Regions from separate parts of the Mus musculus genome. Here regions 1, 2, 3, 4, 5 and 7 are each linked to region 6. A link is a contact called in public HiChIP or PLAC-seq and promoter capture Hi-C data. All regions are on one chromosome and are shown on one strand. Each heading gives the region's core, a stretch centred on a gene start, on an enhancer-like site or on the middle of the called end of the contact. The rest is flanking DNA. Distances are from core to core; before and after follow the strand shown.

Evidence for each region. Promoter capture Hi-C pulls out the DNA fragments that hold promoters and counts their contacts. HiChIP or PLAC-seq counts read pairs in DNA pulled down with a chosen protein or histone mark.
Region 1: an H3K4me3 HiChIP or PLAC-seq map of the 230-238 cell line shows a contact between it and region 6, with 8 times the contacts expected there. The contact joins the enhancer-like site here to the promoter of Nsmaf in region 6. A contact is called at or near these places in 3 of 39 promoter capture datasets (cranial neural crest, frontonasal cranial neural crest and liver) and 3 of 115 datasets of contacts at active chromatin or transcription factors (the 230-238 cell line, large pre-B cells and stem cell-derived neural progenitor cells).
Region 2: a contact with region 6 is called in a promoter capture Hi-C map of stem cell-derived epiblast-like cells, with 4 times the contacts expected there. The contact joins the promoter of Car8 here to the promoter of Nsmaf in region 6. A contact is called at or near these places in 8 of 39 promoter capture datasets (the 3T3-L1 cell line, cranial neural crest, embryonic stem cells and 5 more), 1 of 115 datasets of contacts at active chromatin or transcription factors (embryonic forebrain) and 1 of 9 other capture datasets (embryonic stem cells).
Region 3: a promoter capture Hi-C map of liver shows a contact between it and region 6, with 4 times the contacts expected there. The contact joins the enhancer-like site here to the promoter of Nsmaf in region 6. A contact is called at or near these places in 8 of 39 promoter capture datasets (cranial neural crest, hippocampal neurons, liver and 4 more), 2 of 115 datasets of contacts at active chromatin or transcription factors (the 230-238 cell line and large pre-B cells) and 1 of 9 other capture datasets (embryonic stem cells).
Region 4: a promoter capture Hi-C map of the 3T3-L1 cell line shows a contact between it and region 6, with 2.7 times the contacts expected there. The contact joins the promoter of 8430436N08Rik here to the promoter of Nsmaf in region 6. A contact is called at or near these places in 2 of 39 promoter capture datasets (the 3T3-L1 cell line and hippocampal neurons).
Region 5: an H3K4me3 HiChIP or PLAC-seq map of pro-B cells shows a contact between it and region 6, with 8 times the contacts expected there. The contact joins the enhancer-like site here to the promoter of Nsmaf in region 6. A contact is called at or near these places in 8 of 39 promoter capture datasets (the HPC-7 cell line, HPC-7-derived erythroid cells, cranial neural crest and 5 more) and 3 of 115 datasets of contacts at active chromatin or transcription factors (large pre-B cells, pro-B cells and stem cell-derived neural progenitor cells).
Region 7: a promoter capture Hi-C map of liver shows a contact between it and region 6, with 5 times the contacts expected there. The contact joins the enhancer-like site here to the promoter of Nsmaf in region 6. A contact is called at or near these places in 14 of 39 promoter capture datasets (the 3T3-L1 cell line, the C10 cell line, HPC-7-derived erythroid cells and 9 more), 1 of 15 datasets of contacts at CTCF or cohesin (large pre-B cells), 7 of 115 datasets of contacts at active chromatin or transcription factors (the 230-238 cell line, cardiomyocytes, double positive thymocytes and 4 more) and 2 of 9 other capture datasets (embryonic stem cells and liver).

The regions. Positions count from the first base shown.
Region 1 is chr4:7,911,469-7,914,168 of GRCm38.p6, forward strand. No RefSeq gene overlaps it. Among named protein-coding and RNA genes, the nearest start is that of Gm23860, 92 kb to the left of the region's middle. Within about 2 kb of position 1,368, at least 25 of the 459 cell types and tissues checked have an H3K27ac peak or open chromatin away from gene starts, as enhancers often do. A contact at or near this core is called in the 230-238 cell line, where this site is marked.
Region 2 is chr4:8,237,616-8,240,315 of GRCm38.p6, forward strand. Car8 (carbonic anhydrase 8) reads right to left here and starts at 1,426. Exons shown (of 9, transcript NM_007592.3): 1 at 1,237-1,426; 2 at 304-495. The coding sequence starts at 1,339.
Region 3 is chr4:8,071,948-8,074,647 of GRCm38.p6, forward strand. No RefSeq gene overlaps it. Among named protein-coding and RNA genes, the nearest start is that of Car8, 170 kb to the right of the region's middle. Within about 2 kb of position 1,259, at least 6 of the 459 cell types and tissues checked have an H3K27ac peak or open chromatin away from gene starts, as enhancers often do.
Region 4 is chr4:7,559,390-7,562,089 of GRCm38.p6, forward strand. 8430436N08Rik (RIKEN cDNA 8430436N08 gene) reads left to right here and starts at 1,299. Exons shown (of 3, transcript NR_040645.1): 1 at 1,299-1,433.
Region 5 is chr4:8,003,887-8,006,586 of GRCm38.p6, forward strand. No RefSeq gene overlaps it. Among named protein-coding and RNA genes, the nearest start is that of Gm23860, 180 kb to the left of the region's middle. Within about 2 kb of position 1,450, at least 2 of the 459 cell types and tissues checked have an H3K27ac peak or open chromatin away from gene starts, as enhancers often do. A contact at or near this core is called in pro-B cells, where this site is marked.
Region 6 is chr4:6,452,949-6,455,648 of GRCm38.p6, forward strand. Nsmaf (neutral sphingomyelinase (N-SMase) activation associated factor) reads right to left here and starts at 1,323. Exons shown (of 31, transcript NM_010945.2): 1 at 1,037-1,323. The coding sequence starts at 1,095.
Region 7 is chr4:8,360,897-8,363,596 of GRCm38.p6, forward strand. No RefSeq gene overlaps it. Among named protein-coding and RNA genes, the nearest start is that of Gm42252, 57 kb to the right of the region's middle. Within about 2 kb of position 1,310, at least 10 of the 459 cell types and tissues checked have an H3K27ac peak or open chromatin away from gene starts, as enhancers often do. A contact at or near this core is called in liver, where this site is marked.

The DNA of each region.
Region 1 (2,700 bases), core at 118-2,617, 1.5 Mb after region 6:
TAAGCACAAATCTAGTTGTTTTTAGAACTTGCTGAGATGCCGTTTCCTGGAAGCAGATCCAGGAGAATTGTGCAGCAGAATAAATGTCCTATTTTCTTTCTTGTGCCTGGAGATTACAGTCATTGAATAGGTGGCTTCATCATTTTCTCATACTGTTTGTAAGTCTAGGACAATCGCTAATGACATTTTTTCTCAACTATTCTTAGGCATCAATTCAATTTGTTTACACACACACACACACACACACACACACAAAATAAAAAATGTCAGGAAATAGTAACTTACCACCCAGTGCCACCCTTTCTCCTTGGCCAAGGTGACTCATTGGAAGGTAAAGATTTCTTCCTGTGGCATTAACATAAGGTTGTCAACATTCATCACTTCTAATGCAATTTATTCTGCTCATGTGAGAGGCAAACATGAACTGTTTAAAGCAGATCTCCAGGTCAGTATCTACAATCCACCAGGAATATTTGCAGACAGATGAAATTGCTTAGAACTTGTGAGTAATCTTCTCTAGTGTCCTTCTGTAGACCAACTGTATCTTTGTAATTTGATGTGGCCAATGCAACATGTTCGGTAGCTTGACTTACTTTATACAAGCAAGTCAAAAGCTTTCTCTTATAGCTCAGGCTATGTTTAACCTCAAGATCCTCAGCCTCATGGGTCCTGGAATTTCAGCTGTGCACCAATACAAAGCCACAATGGAGCAGATTAAGCAAATGAAAACACATTCACTCTGAGGCTCAGATAGGTGACTGCATCCCCCTCATCATTGTTTCCACAAGAAGAGTTGGTTAAATTCTGCTTTGGTGCAAAATGACAATAAAAATATATCTGGCCTTCATGTTTTCTTATAGAAAGAGAGCATGGTGTAGAGTTTGAACAGACATTTCAACTTGGACATTTTTAGTGGAAGATTCATTTATTGAACAGATATAAGGAAGGCAGCATAAAAACATTAGTGAATTCCCATCCATCCCAACGCTTGCTTACATAAAAACAAGAAACTCTAGAAACTTTGGATAAAAAAATGAAAGAAAACATTAACAGCATGACAAAATAGCATCTTTCTGCAAGAAAGAAGTGAAAATGTTTAAAACTTAATAATGCAGATACCAAAAAGAGACAGAGGTTTCCTTTTTTGCCTAGGACAAAAGAAAATCTATAGATTAAATCCTCAGGAAATTATTTGATAGAGAAGAGCAATTCCAATGCTGTCACATGGTTTTTAAATAGTATTGGATTAAGAGAAGCACCAGAGACTTTTCATGGTACTTTTTTCCATGTTAGAAAAGTCATCTCAGCTCTGTAGGCAGACCAAATGACTTCACAAACCACATCCTCATTACTCAGAACTAGATTCCACTTTTCAGTATTTCAGTATTATTAGCTCTGTCCCCAATTTCTTCCGTTGAAACCACTGCATGTGTACTTACTGGCCCAGTGACCACCACTGATGCTAATCAGACCTCTCATTTTCTTAACTAGGGATGTTTAACATGAAGTAGGTCAGAGAAGAAGAGGAAATTATAGGTGGGGAGTGGGCCAATGTGTGCTAGAAATATTAAATTCATGCATACGCATGGGCTCTTCTATTATAAATCAGCTATTCAAGTAGCATTTGAAATACTTGTCTGATTTCCTGGTTCTAATCTCTTAATGATATGTTTGCAGTGCCGATGAATTCTTACCATTTTGATACTCCCAGAGCAGTTCACAACCCTCATACAAGCACCTCTTGCTCATGGTCCTGTCTGTCATAGATATGACTTACTAGATTTGAGATGCAAAAGAGGCTGTCACTCATTTAGACAAATGATGAGAACTGAGTCACTTCATGAAAACAAGGACATCCCTCTTCTTCTCTTGCTCACCTAAAACCTGTGACGTTTTCTCATCTTCCTTTCCTTGCATAAAAGGCAAGTGTCTCAAAGTCCGCTGGAAGGTTTCTCATTTCAGATTCAGTATGTCACCTGTTAATTCAGGGTGGATACCTGTCTTGTCTATTTTTACCAGTAGTCTCTGTACTTCCATAGTGAGGCAACAACCAACATAGAAGCATATTTCTGGTACTCATTGCTCTAGCTACCACACCCTACTTACTTACTTCAGTTGTTCCCATAACATTTGTTATGTCTGGATCTTTATTAATGATACCAAAGTATAAAAGGACAGTTTCTACTCATAAAACGATTTTTAAATGCTATTTCTGCCAAATGTTCACACAGAACTGAGGGATTCATGCATAAATAAAGGCAAACTTTTAGATACATTGTCAAATGAACTCTGGGTGTATTCTATAAACATTAAGAGAAAGGAAAATAAGTTTTTATTTGATACAAATAATAAGGCTATGCACCTAATAATTCAAGATACCTTTCAAATGACCTTTCAAATGATCTGTATTAAGTATGTTTATCACTGCAATGCTTACATCTTAGATATTAAGCATATGGAAGGGAAGTAAGTGTGCTGTGCCTTCATTCCTTGGTATAGAGAATCTCTTAAACAAAGATTCACACAGGTAAATGACTAAACATTTTAAATTTAGAAATCACAAATCATACTTTAAATGTGTTACTAAAACAATTTTAACTACATCTTTCTCCAAGATATCTTTTCACATGCCTTCCAACCCCTACCCCCAGATGAAGCCTAACCCCACATTCAGTTCTCTGAACAATTCCGGCCAACCTT
Region 2 (2,700 bases), core at 176-2,675, 1.8 Mb after region 6:
AACAAAACGCACAGCAGAAAGACCCAATTCCGCAAGCCTGTGTGTGCACTCCTTCCTTCATAGCTCAGTAAATGTTTGTTTGAGCAAGAGGCAGCTCCAGGCACAGTTTTGGAAGAACAGCCAGCTGAGATAATCATCACTTCACCCTCTTAGCCCCTGAGAACTCTATTAGAAAATAATTCCCAGAAAAATGCAACTTATAAGGACCATGAAAATAGAAACTGTGTTGGTGTCGCCTTTAAAACCATACAAGTTAAATCAGAGCTTGCTTATAAAAGTGCAGAAACATGTGTTCCAAATTACCTGATTTTGACTTCAGGATGACTTGAATGGTGTGTCCATCGTTGGTGACTTCACAGTCCCGGCACACCACATAATTTGGAGACAGGCGGACATCCAGCAGTGAGGGGTCATACCTGGCTTCTCTGGAGTTTAGGTTGATAGGTGACTGGTACTCCCCATTAGCATCAGGAAACACTAAGCCCCACTCAACACCTGAAGACAAAATGAGACTAGGTTGGATTTTTTTAAGGTTAATGACAGTAAAATATAACACAAAAATCTCATAATCCTTAACATTATAGCTGTGACTATCATCTGTATGTAGATGAAATATAAGAAATGTGTGTGGGTTTTTACATTCATTACGTGAGTGATCTGTTGTTAAATATCACACACAAAATCCTCTACTGTCTGTGCATACAGACGCTTTGATGTAGGGATCTAAGAAACTTATGCCATCTTGAAGTGACTAGAAAAAAGATACCTCAGAAATTTCTTCTGCTCATCAGTTCAATTATGTGCAGTACTGGGAAATTTCCTCAAAGCCCCACATGCTCAGAGACAACAGAAAACCTGTAACGCTAATGAGCGCCACTTGTTTAAAATGCAAATACAGTGTCCCATACATATTAGTTCTTTTGCTCTTTTCTCCGTGTATACAGGAAACATGGGCGGGCACTAATGACTATTCGAAGCCCTGGATCTGCGAAGACAGATTTAGAAAACTCTTTTTAAAGTCCCCAAGATCCAGCCTGCAATTCGGGACGGTTTTTCTGAAGTGCGTTTGGTTATACTTCCCAAGACTAGAAAGCAACTCGGTTGCACGTCTGCTCCAGGCTGGGAGATGTGGCTGCCTGGGTGCAGCAGGTGCGAACAGCACTCAGGCAGCCACGGAGGGGCAAGTGGGGGACCGCGTGGGGCGTAGCAGCCGCGACAGCGGCCCCACGAGCCTACCTTCCTCGTAACCCCACTCCACGCCCTCCTCCTCCTCCTCTTCCTCGTCTTCCTCCTTCTCGGGGAAGGCGACTGCATCCTCAATGAAGCTCAGGTCAGCCATGGGCAGCTCTGCGACACGGGTGCGGGAGCGGCAGGCGCGGGGCTGGGGACCGCACTGAGCGTGGCAGTCCCCGCGAGCGCGAGAGGCAGCGGTCCGGCGCAGGCTTGCGCGTTTTAAGGTCGGTGGGGGCGTGTCTGACTCGAGGACACGCCCCCCGCCCTACACTCCCACCTACACCCCCTCTCACCCCACAATCGGGACAGGCAAGCCTGCGAAAATCAAACTGGGGCTGCAGCAACACGGGAAGCCTGCTGCACCCAAGTCCTAATACCCTTTCAAAAGCCTGGAGACTCCAAAATCCGCCCTGTCTCCCGTGCTCCCCTTGCTCCAAACAATTTTCCCAATGGAGTTGCCTTGCTTTGGGAACGGGATTGAGACCGGGAACCCAACAAGACTCCCTGGTCGAATGGTTTATTGGCCATCGTTTACCGGTCAATTTTGTTGGGGTTTGGTTTTGTGAGACTGGGTCTCAAGGAGACCAGGTTGGCTTCAAACTCCTCCCAGTGGAGAAGCGGATGACCTTGAACTGCACAGGGCTCGCTCCACTTTGCAAACACTGGGCTTGCAAGAATGCACCACCACCATGGGGCCAAGCGTGGTGGTGGCAGCTTATCTGAGCGAGTTTTACTTTTTAATCCGTCCTTAAAACACAGGGAAAATGAATATGGATTTTATTTTTCCCAAAATAAGTCCAACAAACATTTCACGAAAAATAATTTAGCAACTAGACATAGGTATAGTTTGAGAAATTTTTACTAAATATATTTCAAAGACAATGAAATGGGGTGTTTGGTTCCACTTTCTAAGTCTGGGGTGCTGCTGCAGGCTCACCTTGCTGTGGACACCGCTCCCAAGCGCCTCGTGAAGTCGCGCAAATAATGAAATGCACACACATTACGAAACAAACAGGAACTTTCCCCGATCCAAAGAGGTCAAGTCGTTACCCCTGAAGCGTGTGTCCCAACCTCAGGCTAATGCTTCATCCTGGTGTTCCAGCCCTGTTCAGTAACCCCTAAGCTCCTTTCCTCCACGATAGCAGATATATTTGCATAGTAAGTTAGTACTCAGGCCTGCAGTATGCTTTGCCTTTTACATAGCCCATGCACACTCCACAGTGTCTGTGAGATTAATGGATGCATCGAGTTCCTCAAACAGGGCGGGGGTGATTGATTAGCTGGGAAATTTTAAGGTGCCGGGTTGCTATCCTTTACTGCCTGTTGGGGCCTTAACTTAAAAAATAAATATCGTATCACGTCTTCAGGAAGTGGATGGAGGCTAAGGAGAAAAACATCAGTTGACCTACTCCTCCACTGTCTGAAGAAAAACAAAAAACAAAAACAAACAAACAAACAAAAAACCTC
Region 3 (2,700 bases), core at 9-2,508, 1.6 Mb after region 6:
ATATCCCTGGTATAATGACCAAATAATTCCTAGTTTCCATTTAAGCTGAGAAGATATCCAAGGATTCCTAACTGTGCTGGTATCTCCTCACCTACCTACAAGTGGCCCTAAAGCCCAGAGCTTTGGTTACCAAGGTTACCAGCATCTTCTGATTTATATTATCATTTACTTAGCCCTACAGATTTATCTAACCCTTCTGTAAGTTACAGAATTTCTAGTATGTGATTCCAAGAAACCATTATGCTTTTAATCCCTCACATTGTCATGACTTGAAGCCATGTATTGTTTGTGGACATGGGGGTCATCTTGTACATGTAGACTAAGACTCTGACTGAACTGTGGCAGCATCTTATATAATTTATGCTACACAGAACATAAATAATAAATTCTCATTGAGTTCATGATTTTGATTTCAAATTGAAATGTTTAAAAAGTATAAATTATACATCACAAACATTATTAATATTTGAGATTTAGTTATCATCACAAAGTATGACTTATGGCATAGTCTAATTTACAGACCAGAAAATTTAGGCTTAATGAAGCTGAATAAATTTCCCAAGGTCAGACATCTGGCAAACAGTAGATTTAGACTCAAACAGATAGTTCTTTGATTCTAGAGTCCACATTACCATATAAATTATTAAAATGAACTAAATATGGAGGAACTGAATAAATGAATAATTAAGATATAAATCAAAGACACTTTTTCAAACTCTCTAGTTACAATTCCCATAGACTATGTGCTTTTCTTCTATATACTTAACTGAGCAAAAGAGTTTCCAGTAAATTTCAGACTCAAGGAACATATGTTTTCTGTATTAAGAGTTCATACTGTTAATCCCACACATGTGAGAAGAAAGACCACTGACCCAAATCTCGATCTAAAAATTAATTAAAGCAAAAAATCAATTAATTAAAGAAAGCTTGTTTTATTTGTATATACAGGCTGACTCTCCCTAAAGGTGGGGTTCTAGAGACCAGCATTGGACATAGGTAAGATAAGGGATTTTATAGTCCCAAAGTAGGGGGTTTCCAAAGGGGGTTGGACAAATAGCAGGTGTTACAGAAACAGAACATAAGCATAAGAGGTTGATCATAACCATCTCCTGAGGCAAAGACATTATAGCAAAGAAGTCATAACAATGTTTTAAATCAAAGACACAGTAGGTGTTTCCTGAACAGGCATTACAGAACCATTTGTAGTTAAGGTTAAGGTAGTCCAATCCTTGAGAAACAGATTTAATCATAAACAGGTGTGGGAACTAAAAGGGGTAGGGGAAGGAGGGGGGAGAGAGTATAGCCCACATCCGGCCAGAGTCCCTCCTATCCTCTGGGCAGGCAGATGTGGGAGGGCTGCCAGACACTTTCCACTCGGCCCCGGGTGGGCATCTAAGTCACTGACCCCACTCGACAGGGAGTGGACAAGGGGCAGCCCCTGACTATAGACCCCAGAGCAACACCCTGTAGCCTGTAGCCTGTAGAGGGTGGAGGGAGGGAGGCAAGAGTCCTTAGTCCAGGCCTTGACTGGAGCACAGGATGGCCTTCCATCAGGAGATTAGAAACGGCTCATTAGAGGAAAGCCTATCCCATCATCTAAGCTCAGCGGGCCTTGATGAACAGAGACATCCTATGGTTTTAGAGCTTTATTGTAGAAAGGCAGGGAGAATGGAGAGAAGGTGGAAAGAGAGAGAGAGAGACAGGCCATGGGCAAGAGGAGAGAAGGAGGAAAAGGAGAGAGAGAAGAAAGGCTAGAGTAAGAGGGAGAGAGGGAGAGGAGAGAGAGAGAGAGAAGAGGAGAGGAGAGGAGAGGAGAGGAGAGGAGAGGAGAGGAGAGGAGAGGAGAGGAGAGGAGAGGAGAGGAGAGGAGAGGAGAGGAGAGGAGAAGAGAGGAGAGGGGAAAGGAAAGTAAGTGTAAGAGAAGAAAGAGAGCGAGGTAGGGCCAAGCAACCCCTCTTTTGGTATGCAGTTATCTTTACTGCTGCTAGGTAACTGGGGAGGAGTTTAGCCTGAAGGTCAGAAGCTTAGGACAGTGCCTACAAGACTACTAGCCATGCTTCTCTTGTGGGGGCTGAGGGGGTGGTAATTTTGACAGGAGCCAGGGTTCCAGGAGACATGAGAGAACTCCTTCTGTCCCATATAGGTGAATTATTACCACCGAGTCCCAGGGTTCAACATCTAGCCTCAACTGGAAACCAGGTTGTCTGTGCATAGCTCAATGCCCAACAAACAGGAATGAATCCAGTTTGTTTTTATTTTAAGATGGCTTTCATCCTAAGATGGAGGCAACCCGGTTTATCAGTACAAAGATCTGGAGTATTAGAGAAGTGTTGAAAACAGTTGAGTTAAGTCAGCAAAGTGTTTGCTTTGCAACCATGGGGATCTCAAATTGATCCCTAGAACAATGCTTTAAAGGCAAAACAAACAAATGAAAAAAACAGCTTTAATTCCAGTGCGGCGGGTGGGTAGCTCCCTGAGGATCACAGTTTATCCTATACTGCAAACTCTAAGACAATGAGATACCCTGTCATAAAAACCCAGGAAAATGATGCTTGAGTGACAGTACTCATGGTTGTCTGTGGCCTACACACAAAGCAAAAATTTAGATAATGTTTCCATTTGCAATATGATATTAATATTAAAAATACTGAAGATAAAAGGCTTACTCAAATATGCTAAGAATGGATTCAGACTTACAAA
Region 4 (2,700 bases), core at 49-2,548, 1.1 Mb after region 6:
ATGAGTCAGCCTTATATTATGTACTAGTCTAAATGACTGACATTTATTATTTTCTTATCATTTTCTAAATTGACAGTCTAAATGTGGCACTTTCTTATTCAGAAGTAGAAAACTCATTTCTCAAGGATGCTAAACAATGGATTATGATAGCTGTCACTTAGAAAAATATCTTTGTTTGGATACCGAGTATGGAATAGGGAATAGGGAGAATGGTTGCAGAAAACCCAAAGTCAGAATATAGATAAGGAAGGGTAGTGTCATTGCTCTGGGGTGTAGTGAAATAAACCGCCATGAATATTAAAAAATTAACATAATTTATTAGCCAACAATTTCCCATGAAGCTGAGGGATGAAAAAAGTCAAAATTACCTGAATTTATAACTTCCTTGTATACTAACAACCTAAAACTCCCATCACTACTCTCAGATCAATAAGATGTGTCTAATACCTGAGCCTTGAAAGTCATGGTGAGTGAAGAAAGTGTCTAAACCTGATTCTGTCCCACTTTTATCTTTTTGTAAAGGAACAGCTAGAAGCACAGATGGTTATCTAAGATTCCGCCATGTTCCTCAGCAGGCACTGTTATCACGTTATAGTAAGTTAGATTTCTTGGGGGAAGTGCAGTAATTCTTCCATGACATGAAGGAACTTCTATGCAGCTGAGATTAGAAAGCTATCAGACCTCGGAGGAAAGGAACTGAGGGTTTTGGCAGTACATTCCAGAAGCCTAAGAGCTTATTTTAGGACAAGGTGATTTCTCATTTTTAGCACTCCCTCCTAGCAGAATTTCAGACTGTCTTATTATTCTACTTCTTGGAAATGAGTCCAATAAAATGACAAATATGCTTAGTGAGCCAAAGAAAACATTGGAATTCAATTTTATGTTATTGGGTGTTCATTCTTTGTTTTAATTGCTAACAAACTTCTTTGTCCTTAAACATGAGATTGGCATTAAATTAATGGAATGATCTAATCTAGTCTTCTTGGTTCGGAGTTCAGAATTATTAAGCAATGAATAGGCAGGGTTACAGCTGAGGTTCTATAGGGCATGTATCATTGCAATTTTCTTTATTTTTCTGGCCAGAAAAATAATACAGGGCCAATCCCAACCCAAACTGAGTATTCAAGAAAACAGGAGCATGAAGTTAAAGTATGTAAAGTTTTATGGAATGGCTTGGAAGTCAACATTGTTTGTATAACTCTAAAGAAGTAATCTGATCTGTGGTTCTCAAAATTCCTTAACATACTCAGCCAGAAAGCAGCAGATCCACTCCAACATCTTGAAATACTTACTGTCTCACAAGGCTATGCTGCCTCCAAAGTGTGATCTGGGATGAAGCTCCATGAGAGTAAACGGAATACCAGCCGGTGGAAAATAACAAGATAAAACCTACAAGACAGGCATACTCACTGTCAAATCCTGCATGTCCAGACGTGAGTGGAAACTTCAGCAGTTATTCTTAAATCTTGAGTTTAATTTTTCTTATTTTGTTAGAACTATAAATGGCTGAGTGTTGTAAGATGTTTTTAATAATAGCTGCTTTCATGTTTCAGATTTGAGATGTAAACATGAGGAGTTAAAGAGGACAGAAGGCAATTTTCATATAACTGCTACAATCTCTATTTAAAATATTTGTAACTAGATTAATGATCGTTACACTAAACCTAGAAATTCAGATGTCTGTGTCTATAACATGTAGCTTAGAGCTGAAGCTCTAAAGTTATGTTTTTTTTTCTGTTGTCGTTTATTTGTTTATTTTTTGAGACAGGGTATTGCCATGTGACTCAGATTGGCTTTTTATTTAGTTATCCTCCTGTGTACTGAATTTATTGGCACGTGCAACTTTACTAGGTTTAGAAGTTATGGTTTTTTGGTTTAATTCTTTTTTAATTGTATTTTTATTATTTAAAGTAATTTTTAATTTTAAATATATGTTGATTATATTCTTCCCCTCCCTCAAGTCCTTCCAGATCTACCCCTCCTCCCTATCACCCAAGGTTAAGGTTTGTTTTTTCTTTTTTTTTTTATATAAAACAAAACAAAACAAAAAACAGCACAACAAAACCAAGAACATAAAGTAAGACAACACCCCCAAAACAAAACAAAACAAAACAAAACGACAACAACAAAAAACCCAAGTTATAACCAAATAAAAGCACAGAAAAGAACTATGGAGTTCATTATATTTGGGTCTAAACATGAAGTCTGCCTTGGAGCGATATACCAAGTATTGCTGCAATGGAGAAAACTCATTTTCCCTCTCACACCAGATATAAATGACACTGGAGATATTAACCTTTACTAAAGTAGTTAGGTTTCCTTTCATTCATTTTTTTAAAAGACTATAACAAAATAAAATATAATATGATAGAACAAAGGCCACCACACTAGTGTTCGACAGGACAAACCAACAGAAGGAAAAGAGCCCAAGAGAGGCCACAAGAATCAGAGACCATTCATTCACACACTTAGGAATATCATTAAAGTACTAACCTGGAAGCTATAATATATATGTGAGTACTCATGCAGAGCCTGTGCATTCTGAAATATATATATTTATAATATAGATGTGATATATAGTATATATAATACAATATATATGAAATACATATGAAATACATATTTACCTGCACATTTGAACTTTTGAAGAAAAATTTAATATTGGTTGAAGACCACTTATCTAAAATCTGAAATAAAAAA
Region 5 (2,700 bases), core at 200-2,699, 1.6 Mb after region 6:
GCAAGGCAGGACCCATGCCCAGGCATACTGGACCACCACAGAAGGAGCGCAATGCTATTTTTGTTTCATGTTGCTTTATTTTGACATGTCTTGTCTCATTGGCCTTTTGCTGGGTTAATTTTTTTTTTTTTATTTTTGTGTTGTTTGGAGGGCAAGGATTGGGTTTCTTGTTCTGTTGTTGTTATTTGTTTATTTTTGAAAGAGAGAAAAGCATAACGTTGAAGTGAATAGGAGAAACTGGGAGAAGGGAAAACATGATCAAATATATTGAATTTTTTTCAAAAACAAAGGAAGAAGCACTCTTCAAGGGGAGTGGTGTTTTGCCACTGGCATTATTTGGACTAGCCGGTTCAGGGTGGTTAATCTCTGGGGCAAAACCTGATGTTTCCTTTGACAATCTACAACTCCTCGCAGCTGTCCCCAGTGCTCACTTTTTTCACAATTTTACAAATATGCCTGTGTTGCTCAGCCTCAAAGATTAAAATGTAATGAGGCTAAAACATTATAATGTAAAAATGAAATAAAATGTTAGTGTTCTTTAGGAAAGAATCTTTCATGACACTAGCCATATTGTTGATGCAGTAGAGAATTACCACCCCCCCCCTTTTTTTTTGGAGAAAACTGTTTCTACATTTAGAAAGCATACAGCTAACTCTTGATGTCTGGTTATTTCTGTTTTTAAGCTGGAATATTTAGACTACTTTATTTCACATATTCATTGACATATTTGGATGTAAGTCTGTGCATTTCCTACGTGATCCATTCTTCATTCCTCTCCACCAAGGAATTCTGCATTAACTGAGTAATTCTTTCATCACATCCCATCCTTGATATCTCTGACTCAACATATGTATTTACTAATGTGACTGCTGGACAGTTTGTAGCATGAATATCTACAATAACTTAGCACAAGTTGCTTTCAAGTGAGAACCTCTTCATGCATAGCACATGTTTCTCCCTCTGTACCATTCTTTGTCCCATTGCTACTAATCTTACAGTGTACAGTATTGCTTTTGATCGAAATTGACAAGAATATTTTAAGGACATAAAAAATATCAGAGGAAATGGCATTTTATATTTTTCTCTTCATATTCACCATATCTGGCATTATTTCATTATAAAACTGTTTCTACTTGTATCGTTTCCCTCAAGCCAGGAGAACTTTCTTTCACACTGCTTATAGTGCAAGATTATTGGCAATGAATTCTCTCAGCTGTAGTTTTATTGAAATAAAAATGGGTTTTCTAAGGAACATTTTAAGGGAATACAGAATATCAATTTGACAGTCCCCTCCTCTGACATTTTGAAGCTGTGTACTGTTGTCATCCGGATTGCAAATTTTTCATAAGAACTCTGAAATTATTTTCATCTGTGCTCCTATGGACAGTGATCCCTGATAGGGGGCAATTTTCTCCCCAAGGGAAATAGACAGCATCTGCAGACACTTTGATTGCCACTGAGGGGTGTTGTTACTGCCATCTAGTGGGCAAAGGTGAAGGATGTTGCTAAACATTCTCAATACAAGAATGCTCCCTCAATCAAGGAATTATCTGCACATTTCCTACAGTGCTGAAGCTGAGGACCCTTGCAGTGTGGAAAGTGTGTCCATTTTAATAAGAATCATTTCCATATTTTTGTATTTCTCACTGACTTTAAAAACATTTGATTGTGATTAATTTTTCTTCATATATTTAAGCCTTACCCTTTTCATTAAGATGAGAAATACTTTGGTCATTATCTGCAAGGATTTCTTCTACCCATCATCCCTTCTCTCTCCTTCTGAAACTCTATTACATATATTGTAGCCACTCGGTCTTAGCTCACACATGCTTAAGAAGGCCACTCAGCCATTCCCTCCACCCTCTTCTCCTTCCTTCTGCATTAGATTTCTAGTGTCAAGCTCATTTTAACTGCTTGCTTTATTTTTTCATAATATACAGTAAATTCAATATTTAGTATCTGAAATTTTCATTTGCCTCTATTTTCTATCATCTGTGTCTTTTCTCGTGTTCATCTTTTAACATATATACACTTAAACATTGTCATAAACACTGTTTTAAAATTCCTCTTTGAGAATAGAAAGATAAAGAATCGTTCCTCACTGGGCACAGTTACAGATAGACAGGAATCCAGCATGCTGTCCTACTAAGATAACTATAGATTACATATTGCACATTTAAAGCTCTAGAAGAAAATATTCTGAAAGTTTTCACCATAAAGAAAGGATAAATGTTGAAAAGATAAATACTTTAACACAAAATAATATATTAATATGTACAAGTTTTGACTTTGTGGATCAGTTGAAAATAAATACAAAAATAAAAACAATAGGGAAAACTAATAGAAGTCAACATATGTATATATCCTAAAGATTCTTATTTGTGGGAGTACTGTCATTTTACTTTGCTGGTGTGTGTGTGTGTGTGTGTGTGTGTGTGTGTGCGTGTGTGTGTGTGTTTTAAATCACCCCATTTTCCCATAGTGCTGAGGAGTGAACCCAGGGTTTTAAACATTAAACAAGCACTCTAACACACTCCCAGTCTTTTCTTCCTGCATTTTGTTGGTATATATTAATTACACAAATCATGGGTTTAATAAAATTCTCCATATAGCATGTACTAATTAGCCCATGTTACCATCTCCTGTTTCCCTCTACCTGCCCCCATTCATTCTTTCCCACATTCCAGTCTCTCTTCTACT
Region 6 (2,700 bases), core at 73-2,572:
AATCAGCTGCTGGTGCTGAGTGTAGGGAAGAGTTGATGCTGGCAGCTGATAAATGTTTGGGCTGGGAGCACTCCTACCTTGGAGTACTGTGAACATATGTACATAATATGTAAACAAACCAGCATTTGCTGGAAATAACCGGGGCAGCGAGTTCCTCTAACATTACAGAGCAGCGTAAGACGATTAAAATAAGTCAGAATCTACGACAAAACACCCCCTGTCCGATTTCGCTGTTTATCACAGGATTGTTACAAATGACTAAGTCCTAGAAACATGACAGGCCACGCGTTTAAAACATTTCAAATGTTAATCTGAATGCTCTTCAATGTAACACAGAGCACCAACAAGTCTTAACAAGTCGTCGGGTGCCAGACAAAGAAATTCCATTTAAATTCCGGAGGTGGAAAGGTAATTTCAGCGCGGACCACCCTGCCAGCCCACTACATCTTAGAGAGAGATGCGGGGCTTGGGGAAGAGGGCGGGTTGAGCAATAGCTACAGGTGAAGCCTCCGCAGAGCACCCAGAATAAAAGCTGCACCTGCATTTCCTGGCATAGCCTGCTTCGCTGGATCCACTCAGCAACAACGTGACCGTCGGATCCCGGCTCCCACAGACAAACCCGCATCTCAAAACAAACAAACAAAAATGTAGCCCGCGTTCCCGCTGGAACCACAGCTGGGTCACAAAACCAACCGCCCTGGGAGGGACCCACGGGGCGGAAGTGCGCTTTCCTGTGCGGGGACGGGATCTGAGGGAGGCCGGAGCTCTACCCACGTCCTCCCTGGGCCGCGGCTGACCGCGGCCGCCCCGCCGCACGCGCTTCCCCAACAGCCTCCCATGCAGGGCGCGGAGGGTCGGTGGGGAGACGCCGGCGTGGGACGGCGGGCGGGCGGGCGCGGGGACCGCCCTGCCTTCGCGTCCCCAGGCGCCCCCGCCAGCCGGGCCCACCCGCGCGCGGCTCTGCGGCCCCGGAGGCGGCCGCGGCCTGCAGGAGAGTCCCCGGCTGCCGCCCGGCCCGGCCTCCCGCCCCGCGCACCTCTCCTTGGAGTAGAGCTGCAGCTGCTGCTCGCGCTGCCTCTTCCGGGTGAACGCCATGGAGGCCCAGGGCTCGCAGGCCGCCGACTGTCCCGAGCAGTCCCGAGCGGCCGCACCGGGCGGGCAGGCGGGCGGGCGGCCGGGAGCCCCACGCTGCGCCCCAGGGCCCGCGGCGTCCGGACGGCGCTCACCGCAGCATCCTCGCGTGGGGACTCGGGCGACGCCGTGACTCAGGCCCGGAGGAGGGGCGCGCAGTGACCTGAGGCCGCGGGAGCCGCGTCCTACACTGCCCCGACTAACCTCTGCAGCGCTGCTGCGGCGAGGATACCTCCCACGTGAGCCTGAGACCTGCCCGGGAGCCCCCCAGTTCGTTGGCGGCGGGGATTTGAAATAACAAGGTTTTTGGATGTTTAGTCCCAAATTTCAGTCTTTGAAATAAATAATCGATGGGATTTTATTTTATTTTTTTCGCCCGTGTATGGTGTAGCGGTTCTTAGTAATATTCATATTTAGGTTGCAACTATTATCACAGTGATGGGATATTTTTACTATCTCAAAAAGAAACCTTTACCTTTTAGCAATCACTACTCCTAGGTGCATCTCCACAAACCTTTGCCCTAGAAAACAGTACTTAACTTTCTGTCTCTGTGAATTTGCCTAGCCTGGACATCTAGAATAAAAACATCCATACAATATGTGGTCTTTGTGTCTGATTTCTTTCATTTAGCACAATGCTTCCAAGGTTCGTCTGAGGTATAGCACAAGTCAACATTCTATTCCTTTTTATCACGGAAGTGTATTCCATTGTATCACACACTGCATTCCTGTTAATATATTCAACAGTTGCCAGGCACAGCAGTGTTCCCACCTTTTGGCTATAAGCATTCACGTACCCGTTTATGTGTGTAAATGCTTTCATTTCTGTTGAGTGAAGTCGAAATCAAAGGGTGGAGTTTCTAGACTGTTTTAATAAGTCCATCTGTGAACTCTGAAAGTCTGCTACTGTGCTTTCAAAGTATCCATTTAACTCCCACTAGCAGTAAAGAAAGGTTCTTACCTTCAACAATACTTACCTTTTATATTCTGTCCTGCCAACTATGACTCGTATTTCATTGGGGTTATGATTTCTCAATACCCTGAGAATACGCTGGATATTGCTTACCTTTAAGGGACTCTCAAATAACAAGCCTCTAAGTTGTGTGTGTTGAAACACTCCTAGTGTTGGCTTAAGAATCAAGTTCTGCAGGGTTGAAAAAAAAGCACAACAATGGCAACAATTAGCTGTCCTTCATCACTGGCAGCATGTGGGGGAAGATCGGAAGTCATAACTGAAGAGACCTGAGTACCCTATGTCAGTGAATCTCTTCCTTTTATCCGAGTGCTGCACAGACTCTGTAACTACCCTAATGGTCCTTGGGAACGAGCTTGTGTGCATGTGTGCACAATGACATAAGATTATGAGAATGGCTAAGATACCATCTGAAAATTTTCTGTGTGGCAAATAGTATAGTAGATGCTATGGACTCAAAGGAGAGAAATTAATTTGGCTGGAATAAAGTAATTAAAAAATAGACCAGAATCTAAGTTTTCTTTTCATTAAACATTGAGGAAAGATGTGGTCCTGGTAGTGGTGGAGAGTGACAGAGTCTCTCCTTGGCCAAATTC
Region 7 (2,700 bases), core at 60-2,559, 1.9 Mb after region 6:
CTCTCCCTCTCCCTCCCCCTCCCCCTCTCCTCCCTCCCCCTCTCCCTCTTCTCCCTCTAGGTTCCTGCCTTGAACTCCTACCTTGACTTCCTTCAGTAATGGACTATGATATGAAATGTAAGACAAATAAACGCTTTCTTCCACAGTTGCTTTTGTTCATGGTGTTTTAGCCCAGCAATAGAAGGCCTAACTAAGGCCTTAGTTGTTTGTTTGTTTGGGACTGAAACTTTGTAGAGCAGCACAGTGGTTAATTGAAATATGAAGGTATTGGCTACAGTACCTGACACATAGCCATCATTGTGTTCTTTGAGGGGGCCTGCTAGTTTATTCACTGTATTTACTAAGAGACAACTCTGCATTGCTCTCTAGATGGGTTGTGAACAGTGCTTTTATGTATCCCCCAATCCAGAGAAAGAGGCAGATATTGACCAAATCACCAAACATCCTATCAATTCATGAGAGCAGGATCTGAAAAGGTCTATGATGGTGATGGAAAAGTACAAAAATAGAGCAGGCAGGACAACACACAAGCAGGATGCTGACCCTTGCTGAGGAGTAGCCTTTGAACTGTGTTCTGCAACATGAGTCAGAGCTAGCTAGACAACAAAGGTCAGAGTTCAAACAGCAAACCCCAACCTCCAGAGGAGGCTGGGCAAAGGATGTCTGGGACTGCCTGACCACCACACTTAGATGCAAAGCTTTAGTGGTCTTGTCAGCACCTTGTGTGTTTCCTTTATCCTCCTGACCAAAAACATATATGTGAGTCTTCCCAACATTCTTCCAACTAGTACTGCTAAATCCAAGAAGGCAAAGTGAGGGAGAAGAAAAGGCAAACTTGTGTATACCTCTGTCTTGGATGTTTACAGGTGCGTCACCTCCAGATGGAAGAAGAGCTTAGTCTTTAGTTGTCTTTGCGGTTTCTCGGGGTAAGAAGTTGAGATGTCTGTTTGTATGGGTTTCTGAATGTATGTAATTCCAGCCTCACTGGTAATCTTCCACAGTGCAATAACACTCGGGGTTCCATTTATTGGCTTGTTTTTTCCATTAGTCACAGCTGGGTTTTTTTTCTGTTATTTTTTTCCAAGCAATTAATATATTTATTTATTTTGTCCTGGCAGTCTGGAGCAGCTGGACTTTGGGTACAAAGTCTTATATCAAGCTGAACTGATGTTTAGAAAACAAATTGAACTAGATTTACTTTCTTACAAATTCACTCTTGGTCAAATAAAACCATTTGGGGGAGGGAGGTATACACTTTTTTTAAAAAAGTTTTTGTGCCAACAACAATTAGCACAAGCCAGTTGCCCTTCACAGATGTTTGCTCAATTGCTGCCTTCTCTCAGAACATGGCCAGGAAGATGAAAAGGTCCATCTAGAGTTCGGCTAATTGAAAAAGGCTGCAGAGACGTGACCTCCAAAAACACATCCCAGAGTTCTGTCAGAAGACCAGGGAAGGTGAATTTTCCAATTCCTTTTGACCTTAGCTGGGAGGACTAAGCTCCTAAACAAGCCAGACTCCAGGATTCAGACACTCTAATGTGAACCACAAACCCTAAACCCACACTGAATCTAGCTGAGGACCAAAGAGCTAAATTGTATATTTATAGGCCTTTTTTAAAAATAAAGAACACTCGTCCTGTGTGGTGCTGCCAACAAGATCTTTTTCAGTTGTGCCGCTCTCTCTTTTACAACGCTGCCTAAGTAAGCCTGCCAGCCAGACCTCTGTAGTCCATTCCAAGATGATTCTGAGAACAGCAGCACAAAGCTTTAGGAAGTTGGAGTTGTAGGATTTGTAAAGAACCCTTCTTTGGCTGTCAGCAGGAATTCACAGAAATACTAATGGCCGTCTATGGGTGGCCACTGGGGGTTGGGGGAAGGAAGACACATTTTTTTAACACTTTTTTTCTAATGATGAAGACTAAATCCAGGGATACATATTCTACACATAAATGGGTATATAAAGTGATTCTGCTGATTGGCTCTGACATAACTTTAAAGTTTACTTCCTTAATTGGGTTAAACATCTCCACACTGGGAACTCTGGATCATAGGTTTTCTAATAACTTTATTATATAAATAGTACGAAAGTGAATAGCAACCCAGTTTTTGTCTTCAGTTTCATATGGTCTAATTTAGTTGACTTTAACTTGGTAAAATGTGACTATGTGTCAGTTTAGATTCAAGGTTAACATCAGTTAGTTGTGTGAGTCCTGTCCCGAGTCATTGCCTGCATAGCATCTGCACAGGACATAGCATCTGCACAGGAAACTGTAGATTGCCCAAGGTCACACAGAGAGCCATGTCTTCCAAAAGTCTTATTCCAAACAATTTCTCCCTGGAGCACCAAACTGATATTTATTAACAACAATCGACACCTATTGGGTGCCTCTTGGAAATCTAGTGTTGAACAGTCCTTTTAACAACACGTCCTAGCCGGGCGTGGTGGCACACGCCTTTAATCCCGGAACTCAGGAGGCAGAGGCAGGTGGATTTCTGAGTTCGAGGCCAGCCTGGTCTACAGAGTGAGTTCCAGGACAGCCAGGGCTACACAGAGAAACCCTGTCTCGAAAAAACAAACAAACAAAAAAAACAAAAAAAAAACAACACGTCCTTACGATACTCCTGCAAGGTGAATGTTGTTATCAGGATATACTGCCTCATTTATTTGTGGATCTCATCTCCATTTTTATATGGAGATTA